2 separate regions of the Gossypium hirsutum genome follow, and region 2 is linked to region 1. A link is a contact called in public Hi-C data. All regions are on one chromosome and are shown on one strand. The core of a region is the stretch at or near the end of the contact, and the rest is flanking DNA. Distances in the headings are between cores, read along the strand shown.

Region 1 (5,985 bases), core at 2,302-4,801:
CCACAAGTTATACAATGACCACACCAGTAATGTTTGGAACATCATCAAGTACACAATTGGTCAACAAACAAATAGGTTAATAGACTATTAAGAAAAGGCTTTATGTAAAAGTGGAGCATGTTTATCCCTCGAGGTGCCTCAAGGCAGAAGCTAAAGCAAGGAGAAGTCATTAGCACAAAGACGGAGCCCATGGGGCCCTAAATCCAGTTTCATGGTCAAAGGTGTGACAATTGAAACCATTACTCTCATCTCATAGGATGTTGTTAATGATCTCTAGGATGATTGGCTACTAGATCTACTCTATTTTTGTGGCTGTGTTGTTTTTGATTTATTCTTAGCAAAACTTAAAGTTGTGTTATTTATTTGGATGCATTGTTGTTGTTTTATAGTATTTTGAAGAGTTATTGCTTTCACCAAAATTTTGATCATATCAATTATTTAGAGATAAATAGATGTGTTATATTTATCTATATGTAAGAAAAGGGTCATAAAGATATTTTTTCGGGCTAAATGAAAAGATAATTTACTTTTAATTGTACAATTAAATGTTGCAATTATTATTGAATGATGTGCTAAAAAAAATAAAGTTCCATGCAATTTATAAGAGATATTTAGATAGATTTATTCATGGTGGAAGTAGATAAAAAAAATATCAAATTACAATATATTTTGTGGAGGCGAATATAGTGGTAAATACTTTGATGAAACGAGTTAGGCGGGGGATTTGTTTTTTGGTTAACAGTGTTTAGCTTCTTGAGAAAATTTGCTATGATGCTTTATATTAAATTGACTAATTGTTTTGTATTCCGATTTAACTTCATGTGCGGTGTTTTCTATTTATTAAAATGACCATTTCCAAGTAAAATAAAAGTTTTCTGATGAATTAAATTTTAGTTTCTAATGTTTATCTATAAATGTGGGTATTTTATATAGTTAATATTTGCTATAATAATAATAATAAAATAAAATTAAAATCATGTGTCACCATTTTCGGTTAAAGTATATAGTTCTATGGGATTTTAATTAAAGCTCTGTTTAGTATTGTAAAAACACTTTTGGGATAAAATCATTCTTATATAAGCTGCTTTTTAAGAGAAATTTTTTTTTCCCAAGTCAAAAATTAGCCTAAAAGTAATTTTTTCAAAGATAAAAATTTTAACATCTCTCCAAAAATATTTTTTTCCCAAAAGCACTTTTAAGAAGAATTCCTAAATTAAGCATTAATTTTTAACCGCATCACAATATCCATTTTTCCAATTTTACCTATTTCCTCATTTCTTTTTTTTTTCAAAATTCAATTTCATCTAGTACAATTAAAAACTTAAATATTAAGTTATTTAAAACTTAAATTAAAAACACATTTCTAAAATTTTTGTATATAAATATTAGAAATAAAAATTTATTTTGATTTCTTAATTTATTAATTGTCCAAAAGTTTTGAGTGAAATCTACAATCAAGTTTATATTATAGAACAATACAAGTTATCATTTTCATTCAAAAGAATAAATTATAATTTACAAAATACATTTAACTTTACACAATATTTTTAATAAAAAAAATACATAAATATTACTTCTTTTAATCTTAATTAATACAAAGTTTAGGAAATGCTTAAATTAGAATCACAATAATGCTATCTATTGTGATATGTGTTGAGAATGATTTGCTCGTGTTAATGATGTGTGAATTATACTCAAAGAAAGATAAGATATGTTATATTTTGTAATATTTACTATAAAACTTAAATATTAAACTTTATATAAAAAATTTCCAAAATCTTAAAATATTAAACCTTATATTCCAATTCCACATGATTAAAACTAAAATTTTATATTTTATTATTTTAATGACCCAATAAATATGCATAAAGAATTTTATGTTCTGTTGACTAAGTCTTGGCACGGTTGGTATTGTTGTTAGTTTAGGAGGATATGGGTTCAAACACGTTGAAATGCATTTATCCTCTTATTTAAAAGTTAAAAAATGTTATGAGTAAATCTAAACATATCTAAAGCAATATTTGAAACGTTAGATTCTAAACATATTACATATTTTCTTTTGGCTTTTAAATTATTTCCATTATATTTTACATTTCAAATAAAATTCTTATTTTCTTTTAGAAATAAAATTCTTAAAACAATTTTTTAAGATTATATGTTTTTAGGCAATATTTATAACATTAGGATTTACATAAAATTCTTACAATATGAACTTTAAACTATGCTATTTTCCTGTTTAAATTATTATTATTTTTAAAAATAATCTTCAACGTATAGAATAATTTAATAATAGGATTATTTAAATAGATTCAAATAAGGAAATTTGGTAATTTCCAGGGCAGAAAAAAATTTAAAATACATTTTTAATTTGATTTGTTAATTGTATTAAATTTTACTTAATACAAAATTTCAACCTAAAATATATTAAATAAGATAAGTATGTAAATAGCTACTTGTCACTTAATGCTAAATATTAATTTAATTTTAATTAAATTATCTCTTTTTATTTTAAGATATCTCCTTAATTGAATTAAGTTTTAATGTTACAATATTAAAATTATTTTTATAGTAAATTACTAAAAATATATTTTAAAATAAATGCATATATTAATAGCATTCATCAAATTAAATAAGAATTAATTATAGCCATTAATTGGATTTTACTTTCATTTAAAATATTAATATAAAAGTAAAAAAGTCTGTTACCCTAGCATGTTTTTGTCTGCTCTATCTGGCAATTTTTAGGGTTTTTCTCTTGTTTAATTGTTTTGGTGTAACAGCAGAGTTTTGTTTAATTTTATTCGTGGCTTTGGCAAGTTGATTTAGCCAGTTTTAGTTGACGCATCAGAATGGAAATAGAATTTGCGGGGTTAACGCTTGATGAAGAGGAAGAAGCAATTTTACAGGTACCGGATGAACCTAATATGGAAGGAGGAGTGAAGGTTTGTTGACTGGTGGGGTGTTTTATGACAGCAAGCATGATTCACTTCCCGGCTATGAAGAGCACAATGGCAAATTTATGGCATCCGGTTCGAGGAGTTTAAATTCGAGATCTGGGGGAGAAAAGATGTTTATTTCAATTTTTTCATATTATGGACTTAGAGAGAGTAATTAAGGGTCCGCCATGGACTTTTAATAATCATTTATTGGTCCTACATAAGCTGCAGTGAGGGGAGGATCTTTTGAAAGTCCCTTTAATTTTTTCCCCTTTTTGGGTACAATTACATGATGTTCCTATTGGTTTTTTCTCGGAAAATCTGGCAGTCCAAATGGACAACTTTATAGGTACTTTCATGAAGTATGATGGATCAAATTTGGGAAAGGAAAATATAAATTTATGATAATAAGAGTCCAAATTAATATTCGAAGGCCTTTAAAAAGGAAGAAACAAATTATGTGTTATGGAAAGTGTTCCTATGTCAGATTCAAATATGAAGGATTGTCACTGTTTTGCTTTTATTGTGGACGACTGGGCCATAGTGACTCTTTTTGTAAAGCAAAGATGGTATTAGGAGTGGAAATTGCTGAGATGGGATGGGACTTATCTTTGAGGGCACAATCCGATCGAGCTCTAACGATGAATAGTGTGTGGCTAGGGAAGAATGAGAAGGGGAGTGGGGTGTATGTAAGGAGGAAAGACAAATTTTGGAGAATAATGAGAGGGGTTTAGTGCCAAATAAGCGCAACAAAAATAATATAGATCCCATATTGGGGATTAATTTGGAAGGACGACTAACTAACTTATGGAGCGAAGGGGAAAAAGCAAAAAAATGTCAGTCTCACACTTTAATGGAACATGATCTTAAAGATGGATTACTAATAGGAGAAGAGGGTAAAAAGCGGAATAGAGGAGAGATGGAGGATTTTCTGGCTAAAGAGGAGACGACCAATTTGGAAGGAAAAAATAGGAGGGTAGGGAAAGTCAGTCATCTATTATCGGCGGCTGCCGAGGCAAGCCGACCGGTTGCAATGAAAATATTAAGCTGGAATGTCCGGCGTTTGGGGAACCCGCAGACAATTCGAAGACTTCGGCATGTGCTGAAGTTACATAATCCCCAAATTGTCTTATTTATGAAGACGAAGATTTGTAAGAGCCGGATGGAACGAGTTCGAAAAAGTTATGGTTTTCTGCATGGTATAGATGTAAATTCAAATGGATCTGGAGGTGGGCTATGTTTGGCTTGGCGGGGAGGTAATAGTATACAGCTTAGAAGCTTTTCGCAGAGACATATTGGTGTGATTATAGAAAAAGTTGAAAAAGGAAGTAAATGGAGATTTACTAGGTACTACGGGTCCCCTTATTCACAAGATAGAGATAATGCATGGAATCTTTTACATCATTTAGGTGATTTTAAAGAGCTTCTTTGGATCGTTTGTGGGGAATTTAATGAAATTTTGTATGGTTTCGAAAAAAAATGGAGGTTTACCTCACGAAGAAAGAAGAATGAAAGTTTTTCGCAAGGTATTGGAGGATTGCAATCTGGTGGATGTAAGCTTTACGGGCAATTGGTTTACGTGGGAACGGGGTAATCTGCTAGGAACTAATATCCAAGAGCAATTAGACAGGGGAGTAGCAACTGAGGAATGGCTTTCTTTATTTTCTGAATTTCAACTTCAACACCTCCCTCATACATTCTTAGATTATTTCCCATTACTTATGTATACGAAAAAGAAGGATAAGGAGAGAATATCTAGAATTTCAAATCTGAAGCATGGTGGGTTTTGGAGGAATCGTTTCTTAATGTGGTTAAAAATATCTGGGAAAATTCGACAGAAGATTTGTTGAGCAAATTAGAAAGTGTGAAAAGAGGCTTGGAGAGGTGGGCTAGATAGATTCAGTATAATAGAAAGAAAGGAAAAGATGTTAATCTCCAAACTAAGTAAGTTGATGGAAGATGAGAGAAATGATGACAATCTGACAGATCTCATTGATACGAGAATTCAACTCAATTTCGATATTGAAAAAGATGAGCGTTACTGGGAACAGAGGGCGTGAGTAAATTAGTTAAAGTTTAGGGATAAAAACACAGCTTTCTTCCACAAACAAGCAACACAGAAAAGGTGGAGGAACTGAATTAAAAAAATGCAGTATGATGATGGGTGAGAAACAGATGAAATAGGTAAAATGGAGGAGATTGCTAGATCGTTCTTTCATGACTTGTTTTCGGCTAGGAGAAGGGGAAATTATGAGCACATTTTATCAGGAATTTCTAGACTCATTTTTTATGAGGATAACTCAAAGCTCAAGGCGAGATATACGAAGGAGGAGATACAAGAAGCACTGGCAGAACTGGGTCCTACAAAAGCACCAGGAGAGGATAGTTTTCCGACAATATTTTATTAGAAGTGCTCAGATATAACTCAGTTTAGGCCAATTAGTTTGTGTAATGTAATTTACAAATTATTGCCTAAAGTTATGGCAAATCGTCTTCGATTGTTAATGAATAAATGTATGGATCTGGCCCAAAGCGCTTTTGTTCCAGTGAGTTTAATTTCAGATAATGTCTTGTTGGCTTATGAACTTCTACATACATTGAGACACAATAGGGAGGGAAAAAGGGATTTATGGCGGTAAAATTGGATACGAGCAAAGTCTATGATAGGGTTGAATGGAATTTTGTGGAAGATATAATGAAGAAGTTGGGATTTGATCTGGACTAGGTGGCTCTACTTATGAAATGTGTTACTATAGTATCTTACTTGGTTTTCTTAAGTGGGAATAAAGGGGAAACTTTTTTCCCTTCAAAAGGATTAAGACAGGATGATACGTTGAGTCCATTCTTATTCTTATTCTGTAAAGAAGGTTTTTCCAACCTTATGAAGCTAGGGATAAAATCAATGAGAGGAGTTAAGGCAAGCAGAAGCGGCCCTCAGATTTTTCACCTACTTTTTGCAGATGATTGCATTTTATTTGGGACAACAATGGAAATGAGTACAACTTGTTTGAAACAGATACTACATGAATACGAAATTTGTTCAGGTTAA
Region 2 (5,985 bases), core at 1,768-4,267, 98 kb before region 1:
TTTAATCTCTTATGCTTACAATATAATACTTTTTTCATTAAGTTAAGAGATTATTGACATTACATACAATAAATATTAATTCTATTAAAATTTAGGGTAAACTACATTACTAGTCATTAAAATATGGGTAAATTTTCATTTTGATTATTTAATTAAAAAGTTATAATTCAGTCACTAAACTATTCGAAAGTTTTTATTTAAGTCACTGAACTATTCAAATATTTTTATTTAAGTCATTGGATTGTTAAGTTTTTTTTTAAAATTCTACCAGCATGTTCTAAGCGATGATTCGACGATTGATACAATAGATCAATACCCATCTATGAGTAGAAGAACATACCTTAAGTCCAAGACAATCTATCAGTAATTGTCGAAGATCATAGAAAAAGGTTGTTTGAATTTTGGTTTTTAGAGTTGTGACATCTAAATTTGTTTCATGAAAATAACTGAATTGTAGAAGAGAAAGAGAAAGAAAGCTTTTAATTGGTGCAAGCAATGCAAACAGAGAAAACTATATAACATTGATTTTAACACCTTAGTGAATTAAATGAAAATTTTTGAATAATTTAGCAATCAAATTGTAACTTTTTTAGTTAAATGACCAAAATAAAAACTTACCCATAGTTTAATGATTAATTAACTTCATTTTTTAATAGTATAAGGACTAAATTAATTCCTTTAGAAATAAAATGAGAAATTTAATCTTATCCTTATAATTAAGTCGCTAAGTACTTTAATTATTTTTTTCATGTTAGACATTTTGAAAAGTAAGTGTAATATTAAATTATTAATTATATTCTCTTACAAATATAAGAAATCGTATTTAGTTGTACTTACATATTAAAAATAGGAAAAAAATTGGAAGCTTAATAATATCGTCTAATTTTCTCAATTTCCAACCTTTCTCCTAAAAATTGGAACAAGTTATTAGATATTTCAACTACACTTAAAATAAGGCCTTTAGCAAGTTAAAATTAACAAAAATCTATTTTCTACTAAAGTTTGATTAAATGAAGTTGAGATCTGTTTGCAAGCTAACAAAGATATAATTTAAATGATAAATTTAAATGTCTCTCTCTTGACACGCTCTTGTCTGTTGTTTTCACAAGTTTTTTTTAAAGGTTTTTTTTAAAAAAAAGTCTATTTCCTTTGTTAGTTCAAATCAATTCGAGTGTTTGCTTTTTGTTTTTTCTGAGTGAGTTTTTGCTTTTTTCTTTTTTGGGTTTTTAATATGGAGAGGAATATGGAAAATCTGAGAATTGACGATGAAGAGGAGGTAGGATGGAATAATAATGGAGATTAGAACCCCTAACAATCGACATACAATTTATGTCTGGTGGGATGTTGCGCGCATCATTGTTTTACCGAGATGGCTTATCGTGGCAACCACTGGATGCGAGAGTGGCAGATACACAATGGGCGGTGAGGATGATGCAGCAATCGACCATGGAAGAAGATGATGACGCTACCGATCTATTTAGGCGATAACTACGAGGAGGAAGTCTACAAGCATAAACATTCCATGTGATGGGAGGGAAAAAACTCATTTGGGGTTAAAAATAAATACTCATAATTGAATGTAATGGTAAGACACGTTACATTTTTAAATAATGATATAAGTTAGAACTTTAGAGATGATATTGTTAGACGAGACAATAATGAACCCTAAACATGAACCATAAAATAGATATATAAAAAATGAAAAAATAAGTAACCAAAAGTTTGTGAAGAATATTATTTTTGACAAGGAAGGACCGACAAAACAACTTGATTTATTATTTATTTTCCAAATTTCTTCCTAAAATCATGTTTAATAATATTGGCATACATATTATAAAAACAAACAAAAAAAAATTGCCATACAATTAAATAGCCAGTTCCTTAACCAAATTGGATCCGATTCTATAGCTGTCGCGGTGTCTTTATTTTATTTTATTCCATTTTTTAAAAGGCGAAAGAAACAGACAAAGATGAATTGAAGATTGTGTTATTTATTTACAACTAATCAACAATACGCGCTTTAATTTTGTCCCCCCACTTTATTTACTATTGCTTCCTTATACTTATGTTCCACTTGCGTTTAAACTTCTCAACTTTTCTTCTTCTTTTTCCTCTTTATGAAAGCCTATCTGACGCTACTATGTTAGGAGTTGTTTCATCCGCTAAGTGCATGGAAAAGGTATTTGATTTTAGTTTAAATTTTAATATTGTTATTGTTAAAAGAAGGTTTTATTTGAATATCACTCAATTCAAATATGATTAGTCTCAAACGGTAAAATTGATGAGCACACTTATAGTTATAAAATATGGTATAATGATAAATTTAATTTTTGATATTTACATTTTTTATTAATTTGACTTTTATTTTTTGTTAAATTTGATATTTAATCATTTAAAAAGAGTCAAATTATTTTTTTAGCGGAAATTGTGAATAAAACACTAATTTTTAACAATGTTGATGCGGTAAGCCGCGTGACATCCTATATGTACACTTCATGTTAACAAATAATTAAAAATTATAAAAAAATTTAAAAATTCAAAAAGTTTTTAAAAAAATACACTTGAATTATTATTTGAGTTGACATGTTTAAAAAATTAATGATTTAATCAATATTTCTATTAAAAAATATCAATTATTCTCTTTTGAAAAAGTTGATGGTGCAATTTAATTTTTTTTAACTTAAATTGATAAAAAAAATTGTAAACATTTAAATTTAAATTATGTTGTTCCTACTTGTTCTCTTAGCTTTGAGTCATCATCAAAATTTCATTTTTAAAATAGAAAATTGAAGGTCAATTATAAATACGGATACCCATTCAACTCCTACTGTTTATGTATTGCAATTTGTCCTGGAAACATAACAAGGATGTAGCCATGGCATTTTCTATCTTTTCAAACGTATCTCTTCGCATTTCCCATCTTCTAAAGCTGATGTCTACAATTGGATATTTTGGCCCAACAGTGTTTCACAAATCATGAGGCCCGTGTTTAAAATTTTGGGGCTAAATGTCAGATCCACTACATATTCTTGAATTTTCATATACAGTGGTCTTCAGGCCCACCACGTTTAATAGTTTGGTTGTAACTGGTTTGAAATAATTTCCACTTTTGTGGGCTGAAATGTCAGATCGGTTTAATTGGGCTCGACTTTCTTGTTTGACATATTTGGGTAGTTTTGTTTAGGTGATTCAGGTTCCAATCTCCCTCGAAACTGAAGTTTGTATTTCCATTGTTCTATGCATGCTTCGAAATTCTTTACGCCATACAACTGGTTGAATTTCAAAATTCTAAAATTAAACAGTCATACATAAATGTAAACTTAGGTTTTTAATATATTCTAATGTTTAACTTATAATTTTTTGAAACTACTAAGAGTTTGTTTGGATAATAAAAGATAATTGAATGAAAATGGTTTTTTTTTTAATTACAAAGAATTGTAATCCCTTAAACATGTTTGGCTGACAAAGTATAATTATATCGTAATTGTTTATGTTATATTTTGTAGTACAAATTTTAAGTACACAATTATATCATTTATATTTTAAAAAATATTAATTAATATAAGAATTATTATTATGAAAATAATAATTTCTAAATAAGTAACAAAAATTGAAATCAAGTCATCATACGTGTCATGTTAGCCTAAAAAAGTAGTTAATAACACGATTACTAATAAAAATAGTAAGGAAAATAAACATCATATGCAATTTTATCAAATTGTTCTAGTGCATATTTGTTGGGTTATTATCTGAATTTGAGCTACATCATTAAAATTATCAATATCTCATTCTTCCATGTAATATACGAAGTATGGATCATCTCAATTCTACTTATGATTGAAGTTATGAAATACCTTTTTTTTTATAAATTGTCCAAAACTTTTATAATAATTCTTATAAGTAATATATATTTTTCCATACCTTTAAAGGTTATATTTTATAAATAACTTATAGTAAAAAAGCTATAGCATTTTTTTATGAATAATGTTATGGTGTTTGCTATTACCAACCTGCTACTCAGTTATCTAATTAGGACCAACCCGTTTGTATCCTTACATGGGTTCACACGTGATGAGTTCGCATCCTTTCATGAGCTCACACATGATGGGTTCCCATCACCATGCAGGCGAACTCATACCTAGAGAACATGTGTAGATATTAAAATAGGGTACATGTTAGCATGCATGTGGGCCTACCTAGGATGTCACATCTAGGAACTGTATCATATAAATAAAGAAATTAGCCCCCTTGGAGGACAAACAGACAAAACACTCAACAATTTGGTGTGGTGAGTGTGGACAAACTTTTGACCATCAAAAAATCAGAAAATCAAGATAACTCACCTTAATGAGAATTTCCCTAACAACTTTCCATCAGACCAAGCAGGAGGTTCTGACACTGGCAATCAACTTTGAAAGATCGATCTTTTCACTGGCTAATTTGTTGATCGGCCAAAAGACTTGGGCAACTCAAGCTAAGGGGGTGCTTCTAATTCCTTTGATCTTAAATGTCCATTCTGGTCAGGGGCCATCCTTTCCTTTTGATTAGGTAGCACCGCCGTAATAGTTATTTGGTTTACAAGAACAACTAAGGTTAATGAAAGAGCATATGACTCAACAGAGTACCAGGTTTGAATAGCAACAATCGTTTCACCAGGAACTACTAAGACAGAACGAGGAATTAAGAAGAAAGATGTAATTCGACCTTTTTTATTTTAGAACAATGTCGCGCCTCTTCAGGAGGAGGCTGTAGGAGCATATGCAAAGCCATAGCAAAGCGAGAGGGATGCTTTGCATAGAGGTGTTCAGGCATTGCACCTTGGGATACAAGACATTGACTGGTTGTTTTGTTCTAACAATCCTTTATCACTAGAGATTGTAGCTGCGAATTTACCATCTAAATTCAAAGTACCGAAAGCGATGTTTGAAGGTAAAAAGGATCCCAAAGCACATCTCATGTAGTATAACGATTATATGAATGTGTTAAGGGCCTCAGACGCGATGAAGTGCAAGGCTTTCTCAAGGACCCTTAAGGGAAGCGCAAAAGAGTAGTATTTATCTTTACCACATAGTTTCATTCAAAGCTTCTCACAATTAGGTCATATGTTTTTGGGTAGGTTCTATACTCATAGGACGATAATGAACACATTAATGGGTTTAATCTTAGTAAAACAAAGAGATGGAAAATCTTTTCAAGATTATGTGAAACAGTTTCATGCAACCATGTTGAACACAAAGAATTTGGAGGACCAATGAGCTATTGATGCCTTCATTATGGGAGTTCAAAATGAGCATGTGCATTATTCATTTACTGATAATAGATCGTAGAGTTTGGAAGACTTATATAAGAGGGCACATAAATTTGTTGAGACAGAAGAAATTAAAAGAGAAGCTTGCAACACCTTTTAGAGGGATGATAGATAGTTGAGGGGTCACCAGAGTGAGCTAGACAAGAAGGCCCTTTATCTTAGGGTCTATGGGTCCAAGGTGGGGGACAACAGAGGAATTACTCGTAGAATGAATCACTAAGGGCATTCTAGAGGCCTCAAGGCGAGCACAAGAATGTATGTTCCTTATGGAAAATTTAAAGCTTACACTCATTCAAATGCTTTACGTACCTATATTCTTAAGTAGGTCAGAAGTTTGGAAATTTTGCCGAGTCCACATATGCGACCCAGTCAGTTGAGATCTAACTCAAGAGACAAATATAGTTTCTACAATGATAGGGGGCACAAGATTGAAGATTGCTTCTCTGTGAAGGATGCTATAGAGGAGGCTATTAGAAATTACGAGTTAAAAGATTTTGTAGCTCAAGAGGCCTCACCATCAGGTCAGAGCTCACGAGGTGCTGATAAAGGTAAACAAAAAGTCAGAGGCACAATACTTGTCATAATTGGTGCAGATGAAGAGTGGGAGACCTCTAACACGAAAAGAAAAGCCTATATCAAGAGTGTGTCAATTAGTTCACCAAAAAGGTTATGTTAAT

The links. A called contact is a pair of places that touch in the nucleus more often than the background predicts.
Region 2: a contact with region 1 is called in a Hi-C map of leaf, with 2.7 times the contacts expected there. The contact joins two enhancer-like sites. A contact is called at or near these places in 4 of 34 Hi-C or Micro-C datasets (anther, hypocotyl and leaf).

What each region holds. Positions count from the first base shown.
Region 1 is chrA11:64,900,832-64,906,816 of Gossypium_hirsutum_v2.1, reverse strand. No RefSeq gene overlaps it. Among protein-coding and RNA genes, the nearest start is that of LOC107900143, 5.2 kb to the right of the region's middle. Within about 2 kb of position 3,551, at least 6 of the 9 cell types and tissues checked have an H3K27ac peak or open chromatin away from gene starts, as enhancers often do. A contact at or near this core is called in leaf, where this site is marked.
Region 2 is chrA11:64,997,868-65,003,852 of Gossypium_hirsutum_v2.1, reverse strand. No RefSeq gene overlaps it. Among protein-coding and RNA genes, the nearest start is that of LOC107900177, 3.2 kb to the left of the region's middle. Within about 2 kb of position 3,017, at least 1 of the 9 cell types and tissues checked has an H3K27ac peak or open chromatin away from gene starts, as enhancers often do. A contact at or near this core is called in leaf, where this site is marked.